Linked DNA regions of Mus musculus: all the other regions are linked to region 2. Evidence: chromatin contacts called from public Hi-C and Micro-C data. All regions are on one chromosome and are shown on one strand. The core of a region is the stretch at or near the end of the contact, and the rest is flanking DNA. Distances in the headings are between cores, read along the strand shown.

What was found. Hi-C and Micro-C count contacts between places; a contact is called where the count stands out from the background.
Region 1: a Hi-C map of double positive thymocytes shows a contact between it and region 2, with 2.2 times the contacts expected there. The contact joins the enhancer-like site here to the promoter of Zhx3 in region 2. A contact is called at or near these places in 5 of 39 promoter capture datasets (HPC-7-derived erythroid cells, embryonic stem cells, pre-B cells and 1 more), 2 of 484 Hi-C or Micro-C datasets (both in double positive thymocytes), 3 of 115 datasets of contacts at active chromatin or transcription factors (embryonic stem cells and stem cell-derived neural progenitor cells) and 2 of 9 other capture datasets (adipose tissue and liver).
Region 3: a contact with region 2 is called in a Micro-C map of embryonic stem cells, with 2.4 times the contacts expected there. The contact joins the enhancer-like site here to the promoter of Zhx3 in region 2. A contact is called at or near these places in 1 of 39 promoter capture datasets (pre-B cells), 1 of 484 Hi-C or Micro-C datasets (embryonic stem cells) and 1 of 9 other capture datasets (liver).

What each region holds. Positions count from the first base shown.
Region 1 is chr2:160,420,255-160,423,735 of GRCm38.p6, forward strand. No RefSeq gene overlaps it. Among named protein-coding and RNA genes, the nearest start is that of Gm34980, 47 kb to the left of the region's middle. Within about 2 kb of position 1,402, at least 29 of the 459 cell types and tissues checked have an H3K27ac peak or open chromatin away from gene starts, as enhancers often do. A contact at or near this core is called in double positive thymocytes, where this site is marked.
Region 2 is chr2:160,870,498-160,874,292 of GRCm38.p6, forward strand. It overlaps Zhx3 (zinc fingers and homeoboxes 3), which reads right to left and starts at 2,493. Exons shown (of 4, transcript NM_177263.3): 1 at 2,294-2,493. It overlaps Gm35129 (a long non-coding RNA gene), which reads left to right and starts at 2,501. Exons shown (of 3, transcript XR_866921.2): 1 at 2,501-3,795.
Region 3 is chr2:160,449,835-160,453,619 of GRCm38.p6, forward strand. No RefSeq gene overlaps it. Among named protein-coding and RNA genes, the nearest start is that of Gm34980, 77 kb to the left of the region's middle. Within about 2 kb of position 2,362, at least 176 of the 459 cell types and tissues checked have an H3K27ac peak or open chromatin away from gene starts, as enhancers often do. A contact at or near this core is called in embryonic stem cells, where this site is marked.

The DNA of each region.
Region 1 (3,481 bases), core at 152-2,651, 450 kb before region 2:
ATGGTTTCTCCAGTTTGTAGAGCTTCTGCTTAGAACCCGGAAGCCAGTTAAGAAAGAGAGGGACTATGGCTGCTTTCCTCAACCCTGTGGAAGGACAATTTATAGAAGGGCAGGATTAGTCAGGCCCACTGTTTTAGAGGATTTGAGGCCACCAGACCTGGCAGTGGGAGAAACTGAGAAATCAGCCTGGAAGCTGAAGCAGGTATAGCTTCAAACATCCATCCCCAGATATAATAAAAACAAAAAGTCTTTTAAAAAAATATATAAATGTGTACAAATTAAAAGAGAGAGAAATGGGCTGTAAGCCAGGGAGCTGGGGCAAGGGGCAAGAACACTTGCTTTGCAAATACGGGGCTGAGTTCAGATTCCTAGCACTCACATAAAGGCTGAGTCCAATTGTATGCGGTTTTTTTAACCCCAGCATTGGTGGGGGATGGGAACACAGGCAGGCAGATTCTTAGAGCTGGCCAGCTACTAAACAGTGAGTTTCTAGTTCAGTAAAGAATCCTGTGTCAAGAGAGCAATAGGCGATGACACCTGAAGGCCTCCTCTGGCCTCTGAATGCAAATACATAGGAACACGTACACAGATACCCATGTGCATACAGCATACACAGAAACACACATACACACATTATATACAAACAAGCCATAGAATGCGAGCCCTATATATCAGTTTAAATTCTCTAGTAACCACATTTTTTAATAGCAGAAAGAAACGAGTAAAATTAACTTGATGATATATTTAATTTAGCCCAATAAATCCAAAATATTATTTTAACATATAATCAATATAAGCATATAAGGTATTTTACATTCTCTTTTAAAACTATACTATATTGTATCTGTAGTTGGAGCTAACCTCATTGTAAAATCCTTGCTCTCTACTTCTGGCTGGTGTCTAACGTATTGGAGCACACCGTTCTAGAATGCCAAGTCAGCCTTCAGCTTGACAATCCCGCCTGACAAGTGGTGAATCTGAAGGGATCAAGGAGGAAATGAAGGCACACAAGGTCAGGCGCGGGGAAGAGGGATTTCATAAGCCAGAGCGTGTTCACTCAGCTCCACAATTCCCCGCCAACAAAGCAAGGTGTGGTGCAAGGTTCCGTAGAACATTCTCCAGCTGGGAGGACCCTGGAGTGGCTGGTTTCATGGCTGCCCTCCGGAAATGCTGTGCTTAGAGCCTGGAAAACAGAACAGTTTGAAATGAATCCAGACTTTCAGATGCCTGATCCCCGCACCCCATCTGCCAAGCACCAGGAGCGAGGCAGATGCTGGAAACACATCTGTCAACCTGTTCCTACACTTTCTGGCACTCCCCCATGGAGCCTCTGCCCGCCCCCCTAGAAGAAGACTATACTCTCTGGGGTTACAATTCTTGGTGCCCACTGGGGGGCATCCTGGCGCATCCCTAGAGGTAGCTGAAGCAGAAGGTGGACTCCTGTCCTCAGAGAATGACTCTGCTGCTGCTCTGTGGCTCTCCGTGGCCCCTCCCCCCAGCCCTCTGACAAAGCCTTCTTCTGTAGTAGGAAGTGGGGTGCAGACCTCAGCAGCGACCTGCTCTCGCTAAAGTCAAGCCAAGTTCTCTGTTGGATGGCAAACTTGCTTCTGGGTCCTTTTGCTGTTCTACAACACACATCATGAAGATGTACTGGGGATATGTGCTACTCCTGACAAGCAATGTGTAACAGCTTCTGGGTAGAATCAGATGGGGGCAGAGCTATGAGGATAAGAGAGCTCCATTAGCACAGAGAGGGTGAGGCTGGCTTCCACATAGAAGTCCTTTGCCAATTCTCATGCCTCCTATGGGCATCCATCACTGGGGGTTCAGCATGATGCTCAATGAATACAACATGCATGAATTAAGGCGATTGTGCAAATATGGGCACTTTTTATATGCCCAAACAACTACATGCGTCTCGAAGCTCATGGTATCTTATTCTCCTGCTTCTTCAAGCCATTTCCTCTGTCCATGGACCACTACTATAAGGGCTGCTGAATAACTGCAGTCAATCAAACCGCTGGGGAAAGAAGTCAGTAATGAGGGGTAAGGGCAAGCAGGGAGGAGCCAGAGCAGACGAAGAAGTTGTGTCCCTGCGTCTGTCCATCTGTCTCTCCCTGCATTGTCTCTGGTACCGGGGGCTGGACAAGGTGTCAGGGGACTTGGGCTGGAAAAGGCTTTTGTTAATTCTTTATTTCTCCTCTTAAGCCATCAAAGAGCTTAGACATCAGCGAAATGCGGACACCATATATGGAAATGTTCGCTCTGATATTGATGTTTTCCTTGTAAAAGCACATTGTTTTATGTGTGGGTGGAGAAATTCTCTGTAAACTGTTAAATATGATGCAAATGCTAATTTCTCTGCAATGCCCTGGAAAGGAACTCTCTGGGAAGTGCATCTCAAGGAAGGCCATAAAAGAAGATGGTAAAAAATAAATTAGAGAGAAATGCGGACGGCAGCATACGGTGTGTATTTTGCCAACATGCAGCCATGTGTCCCCTCTCCAAACCCCAGCCCCAACGGAGAGGATCTACATACTGCATGACAGTTGCCACCAGTTCCCAGCAGCCACCCACCGGCTTTAACAACTTGCAGGAAACAGTATGCCAGTTTGCTTAAACACACATGCACGTGCGCATGCACACACACACACACTTTTTGTAATCACCAAGCATTTTCCTTCTTACAATTTTTTTAAAATATACTTTGGAATTAATCTTGAAAAGAAGAGATGTGAATGAAACAGTAGGGATGTGCCTTAAAAACCTATCCTTAGGCTGCAGAGAGAGCTGTCAGTGAAGTAAAGACCTGAGTTCAATCCCCAGGATCCATACATGGAAAGCCCGGCATGGTGATAGGAACTAAGCAAGCCTAGTCCTGGGGAGGTGAAAGCAGGCAGATCTCTGGGGCTCTCAGGCCAGCCAGGCTAGCCTATCCTGGCAAGTCCCAGTAAACGACCCTGAATCAAGAACAAGACAAAGCAGACAGTCCCTGCAGAATTCCAGGAGCTGTCCTCTGGTTTCCACATGCATGTACACACACACACACACACACACACACACACACACACACACACACACCAAATATACATAATACAACATACATATACACATACCACACGCACATACACATGCACTCCACACACACATACTGCATACATAAATTGTTCTACATTGTCCACTCTCCAGTCAGACTCCCAATAACCAAACTTTCTCTGCAAACCTCAGCTGCATTTTGGCCGTGCTTCAAAAGAGGCCAGTACCTTGCAAGCCAAGCCTCTTTCTCTGTCAGTAGCTTTATCGGCCCTAGCACTTCGTTAACCAATCTCGGCTTCAGATTTAACTATAACTTAGATTCCATCACACACAAAGGAATTCAAATCCCAGGGTCATGAGGCTATTTGTGGAATGAATATTCCTACATTCTTTGCAAATGCATGATGTATGAACTGTATATATTTCTTTGATAAATTGTTTTTAA
Region 2 (3,795 bases), core at 1,243-3,742:
ATGGACAACTAGCATCCATTGTTTACTCAGTGAGCAAATACTAAATACCTATAGTGGAGCAGGAACAGTTCTAAACCCTGAGGGTACTCAGTGAAACAAGGCCTCGAGCTGGTTAGATAGCAAAGGAGACAGACAATAAACCAACAAATAAATACTACCAAGTGGTGCTAAGTACAGCAGAGGGTGATGTGATCTTGTAGAGTTGTTGGGAAATCCTGAAGACCTAAAGTTAAGGAAACCCATCTTAACTTTACAGTATCTAGGCCAGCTGTGTACACAGAAGAAGCATAAATGCAGAGGTGCTGAGGCTGGAGTATGACTGAAGTTCTTAAAAAGCTGAGACTGATTTGGCCAGGTTGGAGACAGGCAGCGCAATAGGCCATAGAGAGGACTGCAGGAGAAGTTACTGGAGGGCTGCAAGCATACAACTCTTGAGACCTGGATTTCTTTTCTTCTTCTTCTTCTTTTTTTTAAAAGTTTTTAAAGGGAAAATAATTGCTCATAAAAGCAAGACATACCCCTCACAATCTATTTATAAATGGAAGGAAAAGTATACGATAAAACTCATATAGGCTGGTAGCACTTTGAGAGAGAGAAAAAAGAAAACACATATACTTGGGAGCAAAAGACTGAAAAAGATAAATGCCAAACTAGTTTACTAGTGTTTGTAAATTATGAGGATTTTTTCCCTTACGCGTTTGTTACTCAAATTTTCTGCCTTAAAAATAAATCAGAGACAGAAAAACAGAGATGCTCACCCATACACAAGTGCTCACACATGCTCATTCTCTCTCTCTCTCTCTCTCTCTCTCACACACACACACACACACACACCACACCACACCACACCCCGTACATCCCAATTTTGGACACAACTAGTCTGAAATCTCACTTCAACTGAGGGAAAAAACCATCATAGGGAACTTTTTCTTTTCCAAAAAAATTACCACACTTCCCACGCAATGTTTGCCTGTCATGAACCACTGCACAAATCAAGCATGGCCCAATGTATCAAGGTCACAAAACCAACTTGGTTAATATGTTTATCATTACACAGCAGCCCTGTCCCTTAAAGCTGCTTTGATACCATCTCTCCAAGGCACACACATACAAAGGCCCTTTTGCTCATTTCCTAAGTCTCTTTGATACATTCTTTGCTGTTTCTGGATTTTTCCACTGTATGTCTCTTAGAAGCAAATTAAGCCCGAAATCAGTTGTTCCAGCTAATGAAGTGTGCTTTTGGATCTTTTCTCCTCGGTTGAGAATTATCCGGCAAGCTACCAATTATTTTAGAACACATTTCTGTTAGTTTTGAAATATTGTGATGCTACGTTACCACAAACAAAAAAATAAATCAAGATAGCAACATACGAGACCATGTGTGTTTGTGTGTGTGTGTGTGTGTATGTATGTGTATATATATATATATATATATATATATATATATATATATATATATATATATGAAAAGTGCCGTACTCTTTTTTTTCATTAAAAAAATGTGTAGATGCCTCATGAATAAACATTTTAGGCTATCTAGATAAATATATGTGTTGGCATGACATCCAGAAAGGCAGAAAAGAGCATGCCTTCCCTTCTCTAACACCCCCACCCCCACCCGCGTCACATAACAGTTTCTCACAGGACACACTACCCTGGCAATCACTGTTCACAAATGCAAGCCACACAACTCAGAATGCCTCAAGCTCTCAGGTACTTTGCACCCTAAGCCCCACACCCCACCCACTCCCCAATCACTTCCAACAGGTTTCTCTGAATGAAAACCCCAAACTGGAGAGGCTTCCCAGGTCCCAAACTCTGCTCACACGCCCATCTGGATATCCCAGAACCCGGGTGTTTCCGCGTGGGCAAGGAGGATTCCACTGTACCCCGGAGTGGTTCGAGTCCCGACGCTCATTTCACCAGACGCACCGGTGCCAGCCGCTCGCCAGCCGCCCGCGGGATGCGGACACACGCACCCACGGCCAGGCCCCCCACCTCCGGCCCGCTTCGGCTCCTTCTGCAACTCTGTCCCGCGCGACCACCCAGACCCTGGACTCCCGGGCGTGGAGCCCACGGCGAGCGAGCGCGGCGCTGACAGATGGGGAAGGCGGGACATCGGGGGGAAGGGGCGGGGCCGCTCGGAGCGGGGGTGCTGGCGGCTGACAGGGCCGGGCGGGAGCCGGGCCTGGCGGGAAGGCGCTCGCAGACACACAGGGGCTGACAGGCGGGGAGACACACAGACGCCCGGGACTGACAGCTCTGGGGACGTTGGGCCTCGGCGGGCGCTCACCTGGCGGCGGCGGCGGCGGCACCCGTGGCCCCCGCTGCTCTCCCCACGCCGCGAGCCTCCCTCCTTCCTTGGTGGGCGGCCGGCCGGCACAGGCCCCGCGGAGGCGGCGGCGGCGGCGGTGGCGACGCCAGATCCACGGACTGCTTCTGGGGCGAAGACGAGCAGCACCAACTGACTCCCGGCCGCTCGGCCGAGCTCGGTGGCACTCGGAGGCGTTCGGCTCCGGTCGGCCCTCCTCGACTCGGCTGGGGGCGTGGCTCGACCCCACCCCCCACCCCCCGCCCGGGTCGCCTCAGGCGCTAGGAGGCGGGGCTTTGGGAACGGGCGCAAGCCCCTTGACGTCGCGGGGAGCGGACCTTACCCAGAGCGCATGCGCAGCTCGGCTGCGGGCCAGCGTTCTCTGTGTTGGGGGCCACGGGGGCAGGGGAGGCGGACAACTGAGCGGATGCTGAGGCCCTAAGCGGTTCCCGGCCTTTGTGCTCCGTATCCTGGTCTTTCTTGAGGGCCACCTAAGGAAGGCCACACGAGGTTAAACTTTCAAAAGGATGTAGTCTGGGCAAGGGTCCCAGACCCATGCGCCCTCTCTCCAGTGCAGTGTTTCCAAATTAGCCACATTTGGGAGTTGCTTTAACGCCACTAAGGGTTCACGGCAGGTTCTAGTATCTTGTTTACTCAGAGAAATAGCGGCCGAAACGAAGGCATGATCTCCGATTCTTTAACACTGTCTTAGGATAGTGGCGCTTTCAAACACCTGCTCCCTTCATGTACATTTTCACAGCTGCTGTTGGCCTGGAATTAAAAATCTTGGTTCCTGTTCCAGGCACCTTTTCACAACAGAACCTAAATCTGTGGCAAATATGTTTAGAAAGTGGTCCCCTACTGCTTCGGATCCAGATTGACAAATAGAGCTCTGAAGACTGAGCGGGTCCCAACCCCAAATTAGCTTATATCGAATATCAACTGGCCACAATTGCTCATCCACAAAAGGCAACAAAATGTTAGGATTATATAGAATGAGTGAGAAGATTAAATGGCAGTCTATATAAAGCTTCTTGCACGTTATCTTGGTGTTTAGCAAATGAGGCTGACTTTATTGCTGTGTATAAGATGGTCTACACCCATAATCTCACTGAAAGAGGCTGAAGCAGGAGGATTGCAAGTTTGGGATCAGCCTAGGCTACAAAGCAAGTTCCAAACCAGTCTGGACTACATAGTAAGAACCTGTCTCAAAGAGCAAAACAAAAAAAGCTGAATTTATCACAGTTAGTAAATGTATGTTTTAAGTGTGAGCAATGTGTCAAACTTAACATGTCCAGCATCAAACACTAGAACTTGTACCTTAACACACTGCATATGGTTATTACACAATCTTCCTCATTACATACAGTTCATGTCAAGCCCAGTTTTGTTTTGTTTTGTTTTGTTTTGTTTTGTTTTTAATGATCAGGCCAAAGGTCTCAGCCACCCTTCACTCCTCTCTTCCAATCATAGCCATCTTAATC
Region 3 (3,785 bases), core at 1,112-3,611, 420 kb before region 2:
CAAAAAAACCACAAGGGCCACAGAGAGGTTGTAGAAGCGTCTATGCTTCTCTATATTCCACAGCAACCTGGAATCTGACCACTGTCAGAGGCAAGGTGTCACCTGGGAAGTAGATAGCTACCCAAAGACTAACAAGACCACAAACTGTGGGTCCTTAGGACACCTGGCTAAGGGACAGATTTGTAAGGAAGTTCAAGGTGCCAAGAACAATTCTTTGTGTGCTCATCTGGACCCCAAATGTCTTTAGTGGCCCCAGGATAAGATGTTCCAAAAAGGTGTTATTGGGGAATCTAAAGTGTTGAGAGAAGTCCCCACCAGCACCACCAATAGCAAATCTAGCTAACCCTGGACCAGGCAGTTCTTTACAAAGAACAATCAACTGTGTCCTCCCTCCATAAACTCTGTAATATGTTCTCTACTCCCATTTCCTGGATCCTCACTTGGCCTCTCCTCTTTGGGTGGGAGTGGAGGGCCCTTAGGAACTAGCAAGTCACCGATTAGAAAGAAGAAAGATGTGTTTTGGGTTTCTTATGTTTTCTGGGACTTCTGATCTGTCCGATCTATGACAATAGTATCCAAGCCTCAGGTTCCTCGTCTGAATTAAAGGGACTCTTTTAGAGTGCGGAGGGTTAAATGAGAATCATGTATGTATAGCCCCTCCCACAGCACCAGACAGGACAAGTATGCTGTGATTATTAATCGAGGTGCTCACAACAAAATAAGTTGGAGTTCAGTGTGGCTAAGCAACTTGCCAAGGTCACACATCCGCTAAGGGGCAGATCTGGGCTAGAAACACAGGCAGCCAAATGGCAACCTCCTTTCCTTACCTCCACCTGAGCAGTGCCCAAACTACTTGATTTCCATTTCAGCGCAAACCCTGAGCCCAGGCGCGAAGTCTACCTGCTCTGGTTGGGATTTTTCCATGGGGGTGGGGGTGGGGAGGGAGAGATGTTGGAATGCACACAAACACCCACGCAAGGTTCATGGTGATTTCATTAACTGGGGACCCTGTTTCCCTGAGCCCCAATAGTACCCTTGCCCCCAGCCCCATCACTGAGCTTAGGGTTGCTCTACTTTGTGTGAACAGAACTGGGCAGCGTTGGGCCGGCAAATACCACGTGACAGTCTTACTTGGCCCCTTCCTCTTTCTCTTCTCCACCCCACCTCCTTCTTGCCGCCCCTCCCCAATTCAGCAGCAAAGACCTTTTCTCTCCAGGCCCAGGGCACAAACTCTGCACTTCCGATGGAAACAAGCGCTGAATAGATTTAGCAGGTTCTGATAAATGTCACGTTTATTTTGGTGCCAATAGAGTCACTGAATCTTAATTAAGACCCGACCCCCACCCTGCCCCAGATGTTGGTACTGATGGGAACGCCACACGCCACAGACTCCACTGACACCCGGAAAACAAGGTTCCTGTAAGGTTCCTGTAAGCCAGTGCTGGGGAGTGGTGCTGGGCTTGGCCCTGTCCACACAGGGACACTTTTTAAGGGGGCTTGTTCCAGCAAAATCTTTCTGATGCCTCTTTTCCAGTTTTAGTTTCCTCATCTTAAGGAAAAAGAGAACCTGCCCTTTCCACCCTAGGGCACTTCCCGGCTGGGGGCTGAGAGCCACAGGGACATTCTAAGCCTGTTTGCTGATTCTAATTGATTCCAAGCCGCAGGCCCGGGGGAATAGGCATGGGGGGGCGGGGGGGGGGGAGTTGGCTGGGAGAGCGGAGCTGCTACGTGGGCGGAGCTGAACTGGGTGGCTGAGCCAGCAGCTTCTAGCCTGCCAGAGAGTGAAAGCACACAGATTCCAGCCCCTTGTCCAGAAAGCTCCACCTAGGATAAGGAACCCAGGCCTTGGAGGGAGGAGGATGTTGGAAGGGGCGGGGCCAGAAGCATAGGCCATCTTTTCATTTGACTCCGGGTAACTGGAGTGAAAGACAAAAGACACAGACAAACCTGACTCTTAGCGCGCTCCCTGCCACCCCCGCCCCGTGCAAGCAGCTTCAGAAGCCTCTGGGCAGGAGAACACGTGAGGTGATGGATGCTCCGGAGTGAGGCGCATCCCTCCTACTCACGGAAGACTAAAAACTCTCTCTGCGTTTTGCTGAGCCTAGGTGTTCTCCCAGGGTTCCTTCTATAGATTTTATGTTCTCGACGTTTTTCTTTGGGTCACAGTTATGAACCAAAGGCTGCAACTGTATAGTTGGAGTGAGGAGATGGCTATAGGAAGGAGGAAGTACCAGAGGGAGACTTGGGAGAAAGTTCTTCATCTGCCTGTGGTAGGACTTGGTAGGAGATGGGGAGTGGAGAGGGCGGCTAGTGTGCTCAGAGGGTGGTCACAGGAAACAAGAAAGGGGAAGTCTGCAGAGGGAAGCAGTTTAGGGGGCGTGGTCAAGAGAGTTGCCATTGTTAGTAGTGGGAGCCCTTTGTGCTGAGCACCTCCGGGGTACTGAAATTCCCACTAGCACCAGTGGTTATCACAGGACAGAGACAGCAGCCGCATCTTCTACAGAGCTGATCTAAAAATTGGCCAGGGGAGGCATCCAGGACTTAAATTGAATACCTGTTTCAGAAGTTTGCTGAGGCAAAAAGAAGCAAGAAGATCTGGTCCGTGATCATTATCGCTACATTTGACTTGAGCTGACTTCTGTCTGAAGCTTTGCAGTGGCCACCTCGTCCCAGCAACGACTGCCTCTGCAACATATTGTCTTCAATTTAGGGTGTTTTTCATGCTATATTGTAACGACCTGTGATAGACTGAGCACCATCTCCACGTGCTTTTAACCCTTAACCCTAGGCCTTCTCTCCAGCCCCAAGATGACTAATTTTTTTTTTAAATAAAAGACTACATCAACTTTATATTTCTGATGATTAGGCGGAATGTGACCATTACAAAACATTTAGAATCTAAATTTAAAAAAAAAAAGACATCCAAGAAAACAAATTCACATGCCCTTCTACCAGATTATACAATATAAACTTCCCCTGAAGTCAAAATTATGACACAAACAGAGCTTTATTCCCTCCTTCTACTTTCAACGATGAGTCATAAACACTTTATCTGTGGCAGTAATTATTTAACCCACACAATTTGATGGTTGCATGGCTTCTGCCTCGTGGACGCCTCTGTTTGACCAGCTCAACCCCTTATGACTCAGACCCTTAGACCATTTCCATCTTTCCCCAATTATCCATAACAGCGCAGTGGCGAGCGTCCTTCTTACAGGTTTTCCTTAGGTTAAATTTTTGAAAGCAGGATTATAGAGTCAAAACTGGGGATGCAGCTTAGTGGTAGAATATTTATGTAGCATGTGTGAAGCCCCGAGTTCAACCCTCAGCACCACACAGACACAGATATTACAGGGCCAGGCTGGATAACTATCACAACCTCTATGAAGGGAATACAGCTAAGTTACCTTTGAGAGGAACTCACCTTCACGAAGCAGACCCTTGAGCCTTGTGCTATTCAAAGTGTTAGTCACTGGCTACATGTGGCTACTTAAAATTAAATTAAAAGAACACCCAATTAAAAGCGCAGCCCCTTCTCTCACCAACCAGTGACATTTCAAGTGTTCAACAGCATGTGCTTGGTTGAGTCTATAGGTCTGCACAGGCAGACCTTTCCATCACAAGAGAAAACTGTCCTAGAGGAAGCTATGGCGGACTAGAGAGAGCATAAGTGCAATCCATAAATGAAACCGCCTTTACAGAAAGTCAAGGGGTGATACATGCCTCTGAAAAGAGAGAGTGCAGTGAGAGAGTTTTAGTTAGAGAGCTTTACCATCTGGGTAAGA